2 separate regions of the Rattus norvegicus genome follow, and region 1 is linked to region 2. A link is a contact called in public Hi-C data. All regions are on one chromosome and are shown on one strand. The core of a region is the stretch at or near the end of the contact, and the rest is flanking DNA. Distances in the headings are between cores, read along the strand shown.

Region 1 (6,416 bases), core at 184-2,683, 100 kb after region 2:
TTTCAGAAAAGCTTAATCTGAATTCAGGAATTCAGACTTAAAATATAATGCTTTGGTATCTCTGGATCTCTTGGGGAAAAGATGAAACAAGTCAGCCAGTCCACGAGACCATCCACAAACTCAGTGCTCTGAGCGTCAGAGCGCTTGCCACACAGGCTCTCTCTGATGCCACTCTCCTTGGTCTGAAGAGCCCAGTCATTCTCCTGCAGCGGAGTTTATGACTCTGACAAGCAACAGTCGTCATCCTGTACTTGTCAGTTTTGTATATTTGTACACGGAAGGGTTGTATCTTTACAATAAAGTCTACACACCTACACAATCTTCTGCCTGGAGAGATTTGCTGTCTGAAGACAGATCCTCGCGAAATTAGCATCTGTCTGTGATTGGCTTATGAACTCCAAGAAGGGCAGAACCCTCCAACTCCCACCCTCCCTCCACGAAGTTACATTTACAAGGATTAACTACCTTATTCAATGTATTTCTTAAGAATTAAATTAATTATAATGCATTTGGATTCCCCGAGCATTCTCACAATTAATTTGTGCTATTGAGTTATCAAATATCCCCTTTCTTAAGGGATTACTTCATTTCTGACTTTTTTTTTTCTTTTTTTTTTAACTGGTGTCCCAAGAAGTCACTTTGGACTGAAAAATTGGATCCTTATTCCAAGGATTTGCTTTTAATCTCTAAAGGAATTCTTGGAGCACTGGAATGACTCTGTAAGACAGTGGCTAATCCCTTAAGCAAGGTTATCTGATCACCCAATTACACGAATTACTGAAATCAGCAATCAGAGAAAATGCTTTCTTCTCCTCAGCTGCTCTTTGTATGCTGAGCGCCAATGCTGAGCCCATACAGAACGCATAATTCCCTGCTCTCTGGAGACCCATTAAACTCAGTTTTAAAAACTGCACACTTAAATAACGTCTTTCAGATTGCCAGGTCGTTGGAAGGGGGAGGGACCTTGGATTTTTAAACTTAGCTCAAGTTTAAAAACAAAATAATTTTTCCCCCTCAGTGATGTGATGTAATTTCCTTCCCTAAGTCAGATCATATTGTGTTGCACAGGTGGTGGCCTCTTACGAAAGGGGGCTGGGAGAGAGGGTTTGGTATGCCATTGCTCAAGGTCAAGGATGCTATATGGCAAAGGTCTTTTCTTTAAGGTACACAGTGAGGTTGCTAATCCTTTAAAAATATTGGGCCTGTGTCTTAAAGACTACAATAGAGCATAATGCCAGATAATCTCTTTACCCACATTTATTTACTTAAGGTAATCTAGTCAAGGCCTCATTTGCCTGTCAAAGTCAGAAGGTAAAATATTAGCACCGCGATGTCATTAGCAGGAAACAGTTCCCCCAGCGACAGCCGTAGTCACTTTAGAGACAAACACAAAGCTAGATCCGTGGTGCTTCTGACATTTGGCCAGCAGGTTCAAGACGTATTGCGAAGCTCTTTTGAGTCAGAGCAGTATGATCTAGTTCTCATGTGTTTGGAATTCACAGCAGCAACCAAAAACTGAATGGAAATCACATAAAACCAAACTCAATTAAATGTGTCAGTAGAACACTATCCCGTACTAGACAACTCTGTATTTCATTTCAGAGCATTTTATAAACTACATACTTTTGGAAAAAAAAAAACACACCTAAATATTTTGAGAGAAGAGTCATCTCTTCTTGATACCTTGAAAGGTGGCCTATGCAAATGAAACAACAAAAAAAATCTTTGCAATTTTTTTTCTATATCAATTTTTTACTGGGCAATGTTAGAAAAGGTATTATTTAACAGGGGGCAGACAGATGGGCAGAGAGATGATGACTCAGGGGTTAAATGCTCTCACTGGCTGCTCTTTTAGTAGACCTGGTTCAATTCCCAGCACCCATGTTACTGATGGGTCACAGCCATCTGTAACTCCAGTTCCAGGGGACTGATTGCTTTCGTCTGTCCTCCGCCACCATCAGGCATACACATGGTGCATAGACCCACGAGGAGGCCAAATACCCATGCACATAAAATAAAATTAAAGTAAAAAAAAATTAAGATTCAGTTCAGTGTGTCCCAATTGTCATCACCATTTGCGCTGTGCAAAATGAGCGAGCGATGAGAAGACAGCTTTCGTGTTCATGGTCCCTGCCCTGAGTCAGCCTGGTTACCCAACAGGTAGAGGCTGAGCTGTGTTTCTGTCCCTACTTGCCTCTCTGGGTCACAGTGAATCTTGTGCAGCTTCTAACCTGCATGTCCTTTTTTTTAAAGAGACAACGCAGCTTCAACAAAACTGTAAACTTTGTTTTACTTTTGGAAGTTACCATTTATTCTTCTCTTCCCTTTGCTGGGTGATAGTTTGCTTTGGTGACCAAGTTTTCTTTCCTGCCATCATAGACAGTGATTTATTGTTGCTATCTTTCTTGGAAGAAGATTTAGTAGGGCCAACTAGCCACCTGTTGGTAGAGCTTGTGTGTCAGGCAGCTCGGCAGCTGCGTGAGTCAGGAGGGCCATTTCTGTACCCGTCAGCTCTGTCCAGGATGTCATAAAGCTTAGCAGGGGACACGCCCACTGAATACCATTATGAATAATGGAGTCTGCAATGCTGACATTTCGCTCTGATTACATCTTGGACAGATTTGATTTACACAAAAACACGTAATAGTGTTATGGCGGAATTTTCTTTGATTCTCTGGGAAAGGAACGAAAAGAGTATTCTGTGTGCCAGAGGGAGGTCTGGTAAGCATAGAGCAGAGTAGTTATTCAGTGTAAAGCCAATGTCTTCCAAAGGCTTCCCAGTGCTGGCTGCCTTGGTCACCCCCCTCCCTGTCAATCCAACAACGCTGTCAACAGGCAGTTACCAACAGTCTTTCTAAAAATGCATTTCTGGTTTTCTACTCTTGCAGGCATCCACATGCTCTAATACCCAGCATGCCTTTCTTTTACAACTTTTTATTGATTCTTTGTGAATTTCACACCATGCAAAACAATTCCATTCATCTCCCAGTCCTTCCATAGTCACCCTCCACCACAATTTGCCTTGCCTAAAGAAAGAAAGATTAGAGAGAAAGGAAGGAAGGAAGAAAGAAAGGAAGGAAGGGAAGGAAGGAAGGAAGGAGGGAAGGAAGAAAACCGACCAGCCAGCCAGCCAGCCAGCCAGCCAGCCAGACAACCAACCAACCAACCAACCAACCAAAAACCTCATCTTGCCATGGAAGCTACAGTGTGCTACAGTTCTAATTGGTTATGGTAGCTGTGTTACCAGTATCTCAGTAGCTGCCCTATCCTCTCACTAAACCACCTTTGTGCTGTCACCAGGATGGCAGCTCTACGAATCGAGTCCCATCTCCATTCCTGTGACACTGGTGTATGGTGAATGCCCTGGACCACAAGCTCTTCATGGTTTTGTCTCTTCCTTCAAGGGTTACCTCTGTGCTTTTGAGCCTTGTTTCACACCCTGTATTTATTTGTTTTTAGGATATTCTTACTTATTCTTTGACAATTTCATACATGTATACAATGTATCTTGATCATAGTCACCCTAATTCTAGATGTCCTCCAACACTTCCCCTCCTATATTCATATCTTTCTCCACTTCACTTCCTCCTTCTCTTCATCCTCTTCTTTCTCTTCCTCTTCTTCATCCTTCTCTTCCTGCCCTCCGATTTCTCCTTTCCCTCTTCTTCCTCCTCCTCTTCCTCTTTACCTTCTCCTACTCTATTTTTTCTTCTTCCTCCTCTCCCTCCTCCTGCTCCTCCTCCTCCTCTTCTTCTGTTCTTTCTTCCCTCTAAATCCAGTTAATGTTCCCTGCATATAGGATGTAAGGTCATCCACTAGAACATGGGCAGCCTACAAGAGGCTATATTCCCAAAGAAAAATGATCCCTCCATCCCCAGAAGCCATCAATTGGCAATAGCTCCTCAGGCAGGGAAAGACTCACGAGCCCCTCTCATATCCACCCTGTGGAACAAAGATTGGCTTAATCTTATTCAAGTCCTGTGCTGGTAGTTCACGAGTGCAGCAGCCAGGTCATGTCCGTAAGACAGCATCTCCGAGCTTTTATCTTCTAGCTCTCACATTCTTTCCAACCACTTTTTAAAGCTGTTCCCTGAACTTTTGTTCAGCATGGAACATTGATCTATATCCCATTTAGGTCCTGACATTCCACAGTTGTAAGTCTGTGCATAGATTATTACATACTACAAAAAGAAGCTTCTCTGATCAAGGTTGAGACCAGCACTAACCAATGGGTATAAACAAAACATTTGAAGGCAGTTTGACAAAATGCTCACTTAGCAAAGAACGAGAGAAAGTTTTCCCAGTAAGCTTTATGATCCTCCCTGCCATGAATGGGCTTTGGCAGGGGTTATATAATACCTGGCACAAATTCCCTCCCACATTGGATGAGAGCCAATGAGAGAGCAGTTGGTTTCCCCCACATCAGCCATGCCACTCTTGCATCAATGAGCACATTTCCCAGGCAAATCAAAGAGGATAGGAGCATGCAGGGTTTACTACTGGATAAATTCACTGATGCTTCTCCTCCTCCAACAGCCTGCCCAGCGTCTTCCAGTATGTGAAAGCTAGCCAGCAGGAAGTTGTCAGGCTTAGCTTAATTACTCTAGGTCCTAAGCTCACTTTACCTTTGTCTTCTCTCTCACTTGTACCTTCTTCCTCTTCTTATGTTTTCTGTCTCCTTATCCTTCCTCCCTCTCCTTACCTTCTCTCTTTCTCTCTTCCTCTCACCAGTTCCTCTCCCTTCTTCCTTCCTTCTGGTGCTGGGGGTGGGATGCAGGGACTTGCTCATGCAGATTATGCACTTTGTTACTAAGCTCCACCCCCAGCTACATTTTTTTTTATATGTTCCTCAACTGCTAGGCCTTGTTGTAGGACAGGAAGCTACCCTTTTCCCTGGCCAGTCCCTACTTGATGTGGAGTGGGGCTAGAGAGATGGCTCATGGGTTAAGAGCATTTGCTACCCAATGGTGAGGACTAGAGCTCTGTTCTCAGCAGCTCCATTAGGTATTCACAAAAACATCTATAATTCTAGCACCAAGGGATCTCACAGTCTTTTGGCTCGCCTGCATGTGCACGTGAGTACACACCCACATGTGTGTGCACACAGGAGCCCATTAATGCATATTAACAAATTAACAAAATATTTGGTGAGCTAATCTGGGCATGATGTCTCATATCTATAATCCTAGATTACTACTGGCTGTGGTAGTAGGTTTTTCTGTGAGTTCAAGGCCAACCTGAGTCACACAGTGACTCACACCTGTCCCCTCAAAAGTCAACCAAATAAATAAAAAACTACACAGTGGGCCAAGTAGGAGTTATTGGTTCCCATGCTGTCTCATCTTCTGTGTGGTGACCTCTTAAAGAACCCTGAGTCTGCAAGTTCAGAACAAGCCATCGTGTCTCCTTCTAGGTGATGGCAGATTCATACACAGTGATGAAGTATGGAATTTTCCATCAAACCACATGGACTAGACCTTACCCTTCAAAGTTTCTTTGCAAAAGACACTGAGCATAATATTTACCTCTTGTTTTACCTCCTCCATCTCTATTCTGGGGAGAAGAAAGTGACATCCTGTCATCTCTCCTTGTATTTTTCTCAGCCACATCCATTCTTACAAACTTTCTATGTTGCTATTTCCAAAAGGTGATCTGAGTGAATGAGAAATATTGCGAAAAATCTAGAAACTTGAGTGACTTTGTTTTCTTTATCTTTTCCTTTTGGGGAATGGGTGTTCTAGCTTCTCAAATTTGATTGAACTTGTATATTGGGTGTCGGTCATTGAACATGGTATAGTATTTGAATTGACTTAGGATGCCATGTTTTGATATGCAGCCTAGTTTGAGAGTTAGGGACACCCTGACAGAAGCAGAGTTCGCAGATGAAGTCATAAACCAAAGTTTTTGTTTTTTCCTAGATGAATTTTAGGTTCTGAATTTTAGGCTCTAATAACCATGGTGATAGCTTTCTTTCCCTTCTCATGTGTGTTCCTTTTTAAGAATAAGACCTCATAAAATATGAGGAATGACCAGGAATTCTGCATATGGTTGATATATTCAAATCTTCCTGAGATCCCTCCTCCTCTAGTAGGCAAATCCTCTCACACACAAACACTCTAAGGTGTCTACAAAGTCCTCCTGTAGCATATTCCAGTGACCACCAGGAGTTTATGATTGGGGATGTTTTTCTTCTTGTCATACCTCTTAAGAAAATACTGTACCAGTTTGTCATCAGTTTAAGATGCTCATCTGTTATCTTACTTTAAGCAGGCTCTACATTATAATTTAACAGCATAATGGAATCCCCATTGTAGTTGACATACACTGTGGTGCAAATGATTTAATTTGCTAGCAGAAGCATCCGTCTACATATTATTGTACTGATCAGTCATTGCATACTAAAATCACTCATCCTT
Region 2 (6,650 bases), core at 3,201-5,700:
ATGAAGGATCGGGTCCTTCTTTAATTAAAAAGGAGAATCTTGGGAAAACTGGAGCCGATTAGCAAGGAAGAGTTGATTCCCAATGTTTTATTTTGATGCATGTACGACACCTCATGGAGAGTCGCAGGAGCTCATGGGTCTGCGATTTGGCTCACTCCGGAAGGGGCTTTGCATCTCCATCCGAATTCCGTGGAGTTGGTTGTCCACGTTGCACCTGGGAAACCTTAGAGTCCAAAAGCCCCGATGAATCGTCAGTCCGCTTTGGCTTCCTACAAACGGGAGGAAAATCATTTAACACCCGGATCTGTCGAGTAATCTCTTCAGGGTACAACTTTTATTTTACACGTAGCAATTAAGAGATCCGCAAACCCCAACCGAGCCACCGGAGTCGGTTGGCAGAATCTCCAACCTGGGGGGAGGGGGGGGAAGCTCAAAGCTAATAAAACTCCCAGGGCGCTGCAGCCCGAGGGGGTAACAGCCGTGAGTGGAGGCGATCTCCAGTTGGGCAAAAATCCTGGAGTGACTTTGCTGGTCCTGGTTTGATGGTTACGGTTCGTTGCGAAAGGGATAAGGATTTCTAATAAAATCGGACCGGGACGAAGGCAGATAGTGGCGGTTGTAGTAGGAGTGAGGGTGTGGGGTACTAAAAGTTGGACCCCAGGCGCCGCCGCTGTTACCCTGCGTAGTACAGAGCGCATCTTTTGGTTAGCAGGACCCGAAGACAGGCGAAGGGGAAAGGGATGAAACTGGGGACAGGGGCCGCAGGAACAGGGAGGGTGCTGGAAGCTCTAGGCAGAGTTGTTGGGCTAGCAGGCTAGCAAGCCGGCTTGTGTGCTCTAGGAGCAAGTTCGCGGCTAGAAGAGGCCTTTATACCTGGGTCTGAGCGGCCGGGGGCAGATTGCGGTACTGGCGAGCAATTGGACTATTGTTGATATGCTAATGAGGCGATTAGGCTGTTGGTGAGGAGCAGGAAAAGGGAAAAGTTTCTACCATTAGAGGGAGATCTCCGAGCGCACACGGGAGCTCTCTAACCCTTCTCTCCTCCTCCCTCCTCGCCCTTCTCCTCCTAGCCCTCCTCCTCTACCTCCACCTCCTCCACCACCTCCTCCTCCTCCCCCTTCCTCCCCTTCTCCTCCTCCTCGCCCTCCTCTCCTCCTCCCCCTCCTCCTCCTCTTTTGCTCACCGCCCGCAGCCCGCACTTTGCGCTAACCCAGAGAGTAGCTCCGCTGGGGTGCAAGGCGCAGAGGGGCAAATCCGATCACGCCGATCCATGAAAATGCTTTGGAAACTGACGGATAATATCAAGTACGAAGACTGCGAGGTAAGCGCGGCGCTGGCTCAGTCGTCCTCGCGGCCACAAGCTTGGAGATTGACCCTCCCTCTCCTCCTCCTCTCCACGCAGCTTGCTGCGAAATGCGGGTGGGACAAACTTACACCAGCGCATCTATCTCCCACCCCTGGAATTCGCCAGAACAGCACGGGGGAGAAGCTGGAGGTGGTGGACACGGACCTCGCTTCTTTCACTTTATCTTTCGAAGCCCGTGTCCCACTCCCCACCCCACCCCCCTTTTTCTGCTTACTTTTGGTTCTGCCTGAGAGTGGAAAAGAGGAGCTTGGGTTTTAAAAAAAAAAAGCTGGCAACTGGGCACGTGCCCGTGCAGTCTGGTGTGTTTTGAATAAGATCCTGGGGGTGCCTACAGTAGCAGGAAGAAAAAAAAAACATATTCCCCTTTTTACCCCCTATCTGACATTAATCCCCCCCTTTTTTTCATTCATTCTTTTCTTCCTTCCTAAAGAGCTTTTGGTGAAGGGCCCACACACTTCGCCGCGACCTGTAAAGCGGGTTCGGCTTGGGAACCCTCAAGTCAGTCCTTGCTGCCACTCTTTAGCTTCTACAGTCCTTGAAGTTCTAAGCAGTTTCTCCCGCCGAGCTTTGGGGTGGACACACCCCATGGTTGTGGTTGGGTGCTGGTGTGTTACCAGCCTCTCGGAGCCGGGGGCGTGGGAGGAATCCCTCTTCTACCTGTGGGCGCTAAACAGCGGGACCCTGAAAATCCTGGGGCGACTGCCGATCGTCTCCGGTTGCCGATAGTCCACTGGGATCACAGAGGACTCTCCCTTGGGAACCCATTTTAAAACCCAGAGCCTCAGAGCATAACTTTTGGGACAGCCAGGGAGGCATGGAGAAAACACCAACGGCTTGTGCAGGGGATGACCTTAGCCTTGTTAATTTTTTTTTTTTTTACAAACTCCACTGAAGGGAGCTGATGAGTGCGTGGGGGTGACTGAGGGGTGGGAAGCCCGTGATTATCCAAAACTGTGGTAGCCTTGACTTTCGCTATTCTTATTTCGCTTCATTCCTTTTGGCTTTTGGGGTTTCTGGCTGAAAGGTCTGCTCGCGGGCGCAGAGGCAAAAATTCTGTCTCCACTCGAAATCAGAAACTGGGTTTACATGAAGGAAGTGTCACCCGCTCCCTCCACTTTGCTTTTAAAAAGCCATTTTACTTTCTTTTTCCTCTCCTGCTCTCTCTTTACCCCTCTCCACTCCTAACCTGGCGGAGGGGACACCAGGTGACAAACAATATCCGTGCTTCTTTGGGGGGCTCCTGTGGTGCGCCGGAAGGGGCACAGGAACCCCACATAGGACCAGCCAGCTTTGTTTTCTAGGCTAAGGGTACTTTGGCCGGCAGGCCTAGGTACTCCTGCGACTATTTAAGAGCAGTTTTTTCCCTTAGGGTTTTGGGCTCCCTTCCCAGGCTGACGCTTTTTCACTTTCTTGGAACCCAGAAGTCAGTTCGAGATACAAGCGCCCTGAGTGGAAGTGTTAAGAACCTTCGTGTGGCTCTACACACCAAAGGGATCTCGAGGGTAGGGCGCGAGATGAACTTGAACCCCCCAGAGGGACTCTGGAGGTGCATGAGAGAGGGTTGGGAGAGGGGTGTGATGAGACTGGGGCCGGGAAAAAAAGTCTGGACAATTTCAACAACTTTGGTGGCGGCGGGATAGCCAGCGCTGGAGCAGGGATTTCAGGTTTCCGAGCGGGCTTGGAGTTGTCTGATTTAGCTGAGGCTCTGCAGGGACACGCAAGAGGCGAGGTGCCGCTTGTTCCGACAACCAGGCGGGCAGACTAGCAGTGGCGACGCGCGGGGAGAGCTAGCCCTGTCATCTAGGGGGTGTCGGCGGGAGTGGCCCAGCCAGTCCGACGGGTTTGTGCAGGGAGCCAGGAGCCCTTGCCAGAGGCGCCCAGGCTGGGCCGCTTCGCGTCTGTGCGCGCCCCGGGCCGCGTTCCGGCTCCGGCTCCCGCTCTCGGAACCCGGTCCGGGGACCAACCGAGATCGGAGCAGTCGCAGCCGACGAGCGCACGGCTCCGAGGTCCTAGGGAAGGCGACTCGCGACCAGGCGGAGGACAAGGGTTAGCGAAGCGGGCGGGTTGCTCCCAGGCGGGACGCCGGGCCATGGAGGAGCAGCGAGGCAGCGGGCAGCCGAGTCCCGAGTCCCAGGCCCCGCTGCGCAACAGAGAATCCCGGGGCCGGAGAGCGGCGGGAAGCACCTCCCAGGCGCAGAACTCGGTGGGCAGCGGCCAGCGGGTCCCCGGAGCTCCAGCTCGCGGCGCGCGACCCCCGCTCCATCCCGAGGTCTGCCCTAGCCTTTTAGGTCCGATTGTCCTCCCTCGCTTCCTCTCCCCCTCCCCCCCCCTCTGCCGCGGGCTCCCCCTCCGCAGCTCCGGCTCGGCCCCCTCCTCCCCCTCCTCCTCCCTCCCTCCTGCCCTCCCTTCCTCCTCCCCGGCGCTCCCTCCTTCCTCCCTCCCTCTCTCCACTCCTCTCTCTTCTGGTCGCCCACACTTTCTTTCGCGCACACGCACGCAGACACATCCTCCCTCTCCGCGCTCTGGCCCCTCGGCCTCCCTCTCTCGCCTTCTTTCTCTTTCACTTTTGCAGGCCCTGCAACCTTTTAAAATGTTGCCCCTTTGCTGTGATTCGCCAGTCGCCGCGCCGCGGCCCCCCGCACGCTCGCCCGCTCCCTCCGTCGCTCGCTTTTTGTCTCTCGCGCTCCCTCTCCCCACCTCCGATTTGCTACACTGAGACTCCCGTCAATGACTGCATTGAGAGCCGGCTCCGGCGCGAGTTGCCTCTCCGCTTCACGCTCGATTTCCAGGCATTCTTCCCTTATTAAGTATTCGTGTAATATTAATAGTCATGAATATCTGCTATTAGGAGGCTCCAGGAACGCTGCCCAGCGCGGTTATTAGAAGCTGAAGTGAAGCCGCCGCTAAGGAAAGAGGGGGAGACACGGATTAAGGAACACGCGCGCGCGCGCACGCACACACACACACACACACACACACACTTTTTCGTATTTTTTGGTGGGTTTTTTTCTTTTTTTGGTTTGGTTGTTTTTTGTTGGTGGTGGTTTTTGCTTTTTGTTTTTCTTAAAGAGCTCTGAATCCTAACCGATCCCGGGAGGATAGAGATCGTGGGTTCGACCAGTTGAAGGCGCCGCGCGACTCGGTGATACAAGTTCGGATGGATCCGAGCGGGGCTCCGACGCTCGCGGGAACGTCCGCGCGGTGACTGGAGTCCTGGGTGGCGCGGGGCTCTCGGCGCCTTTTGTGTGTGGCTCTTTCGGGCCGCCGGGCAGCCGGGTGCTCGAGGCGTGGTGCTTTTTGCTTTTTGCTTTTGTTATTGTTGTTGGTTTTTTTTTTTCCTCACCCTGACTGGTTACCCCAGATTCTTCGCAGATGTTAGTTCACAGTTTTTCAGCTATGGTGAGTCCCACCCCACCCCCAACCCTGTTTCCTTAGGAATTCTGTTCCAGAAACCCGCAGCCGAGAAACTGCCCGAGATCCTGAGCTTCTTGGCCAGGGTTCCTTGTGGACCTCGCCTTCCATTTGCATTCCTATCCCCCTTTCCTCTTTTCTCTGGCTCCTTTCCATCCCCAAATCCAACGCGTCGCCACTGCCCTGTCCCTGCTAGACCTCTCCGCGCACGCAGACCTACCCCGCAGCTCTTTCCCTGGGCCAGTTTCTCGCCGGGTTTGTCTTTCTTTCCTTGCGTCTTTACTAGTTTCGGAGACGCTCTCCACAGCTGATGTTTAATCCGTCTGTGGGGGGTGAAAGGCGCACCCCGGTGTGTCCCCTAGCCTGGGGCCTGATGGCTAAACCTCGGAAGGTTCCCGCTTTCTGGAACCCACCCTTGTCTTGCTTTGCAAGGGAATTGCAATTGAGAAACCTAAAGTCAGGGGTTTCTTTTGCCCTTTGGGGCTGGGGTGGAAGGGGCGGGGGCCTCCGCCCCGGGGTGCACCTCTTTCTTTTAAAAAGAACCCGGTAAGACAGAATCTTTCTGTTTTAAACCCTGGCTTGGCGTCCTTCACTCCCCATTCATATCATAAAAACGACCCTGTCGTGTAAAAAGCCTTCTAACAGAGGAAGCGGAAAAGACAGACCCCCTCCCCAACCATGCAGTTAAAACCTTTAAGCTGGTCATTTAAACGTGTGCTTTCTTACGGCCTCTATGTGAAACATGTTTCTATTTAATAGTCATGAAATGGTAATAGTCTTTGAAGGTTTATGATTTTCCCCCCTCAAGATTAATGGAAGAGTAAACAATAATGCCTTGGCAGACAGGTTCAAATCCGGGAAAAGCAAAGGCCGCTTCTCCTGTTTAATATTTAGTGGCTATCTGAATTTTGCTTAAGGGAGGTTTGGTACTGCGGCTGTTAAGGGTTGTAGCACAGGACATACTCTTTTATGTCTTCTTCCCTCCTTTGAGAGGAATGTCCGGGAGAGTCTGTTGTGCCACTAGATTTACATATTCTGATTTCTTTGCATTTTTTTTTAGAAAGGCCTGCTTCACTTCTTGGGTGTTTTCCAATATGAACAGTGTAGAGTTGATGCCCCTAGTTCGGTGGCCTGCCCACACTGGGTTTGTGGAATAGATCAAGTAGGATAGCTGAAACCCTGAGCCTCATTTCTTTTTCCTTCCCTTTCTGTCTTGCTTTCTTCCAGGACCGTCACGACGGCACCAGCAACGGGACGGCACGGTTGCCCCAGCTGGGCACTGTAGGTCAATCTCCCTACACCAGCGCCCCGCCGCTGTCCCACACCCCTAATGCCGACTTCCAGCCTCCCTACTTTCCCCCGCCCTACCAGCCTATCTACCCCCAGTCGCAAGATCCTTACTCCCACGTCAACGACCCCTACAGCCTGAATCCCCTGCACGCCCAGCCGCAGCCGCAGCACCCGGGCTGGCCCGGCCAGAGGCAGAGCCAGGAGTCTGGGCTCTTACACACACACCGGGGGCTACCCCACCAACTGTCAGGCCTGGACCCTCGCAGGGACTATCGGCGGCACGAGGACCTCTTACACGGCCCGCACGGGCTCGGCTCCGGGCTCGGGGACCTCCCGATCCACTCCTTACCTCACGCCATCGAGGACGTCCCGGTAAGAGGCCGTGCAGGCCACGGGAGGGAACGCAGACCTAGGCTCACCTGCCCGCTGGGAAGCTTCGTGGAGCCCAGGCCCTCAGGGCCTTGGTTTTCCTCAATAATAGTTGGGGGTGAGGGTGAGACTCACTTGAACAATCGACTTTTGAAATTAAAAAGTAATTGAGAACAATGCTTCCTGGAGCTCGCTCAACAAAGCCTGGGTCACC

Evidence for each region. Hi-C and Micro-C count contacts between places; a contact is called where the count stands out from the background.
Region 1: a Hi-C map of the A7r5 cell line shows a contact between it and region 2, with 3 times the contacts expected there. The contact joins the enhancer-like site here to the promoter of Tfap2a in region 2. A contact is called at or near these places in 3 of 12 Hi-C or Micro-C datasets (the A7r5 cell line, the Rat2 cell line and Schwann cells).

Annotation. Positions count from the first base shown.
Region 1 is chr17:24,341,093-24,347,508 of GRCr8, forward strand. No RefSeq gene overlaps it. Among named protein-coding and RNA genes, the nearest start is that of Tfap2a, 110 kb to the left of the region's middle. Within about 2 kb of position 1,434, at least 4 of the 93 cell types and tissues checked have an H3K27ac peak or open chromatin away from gene starts, as enhancers often do. A contact at or near this core is called in the A7r5 cell line, where this site is marked.
Region 2 is chr17:24,233,233-24,239,882 of GRCr8, forward strand. It overlaps Tfap2a (transcription factor AP-2 alpha), which reads left to right and starts at 4,451. Exons shown (of 7, transcript NM_001107345.2): 1 at 4,451-4,765; 2 at 6,005-6,439. The coding sequence starts at 4,739.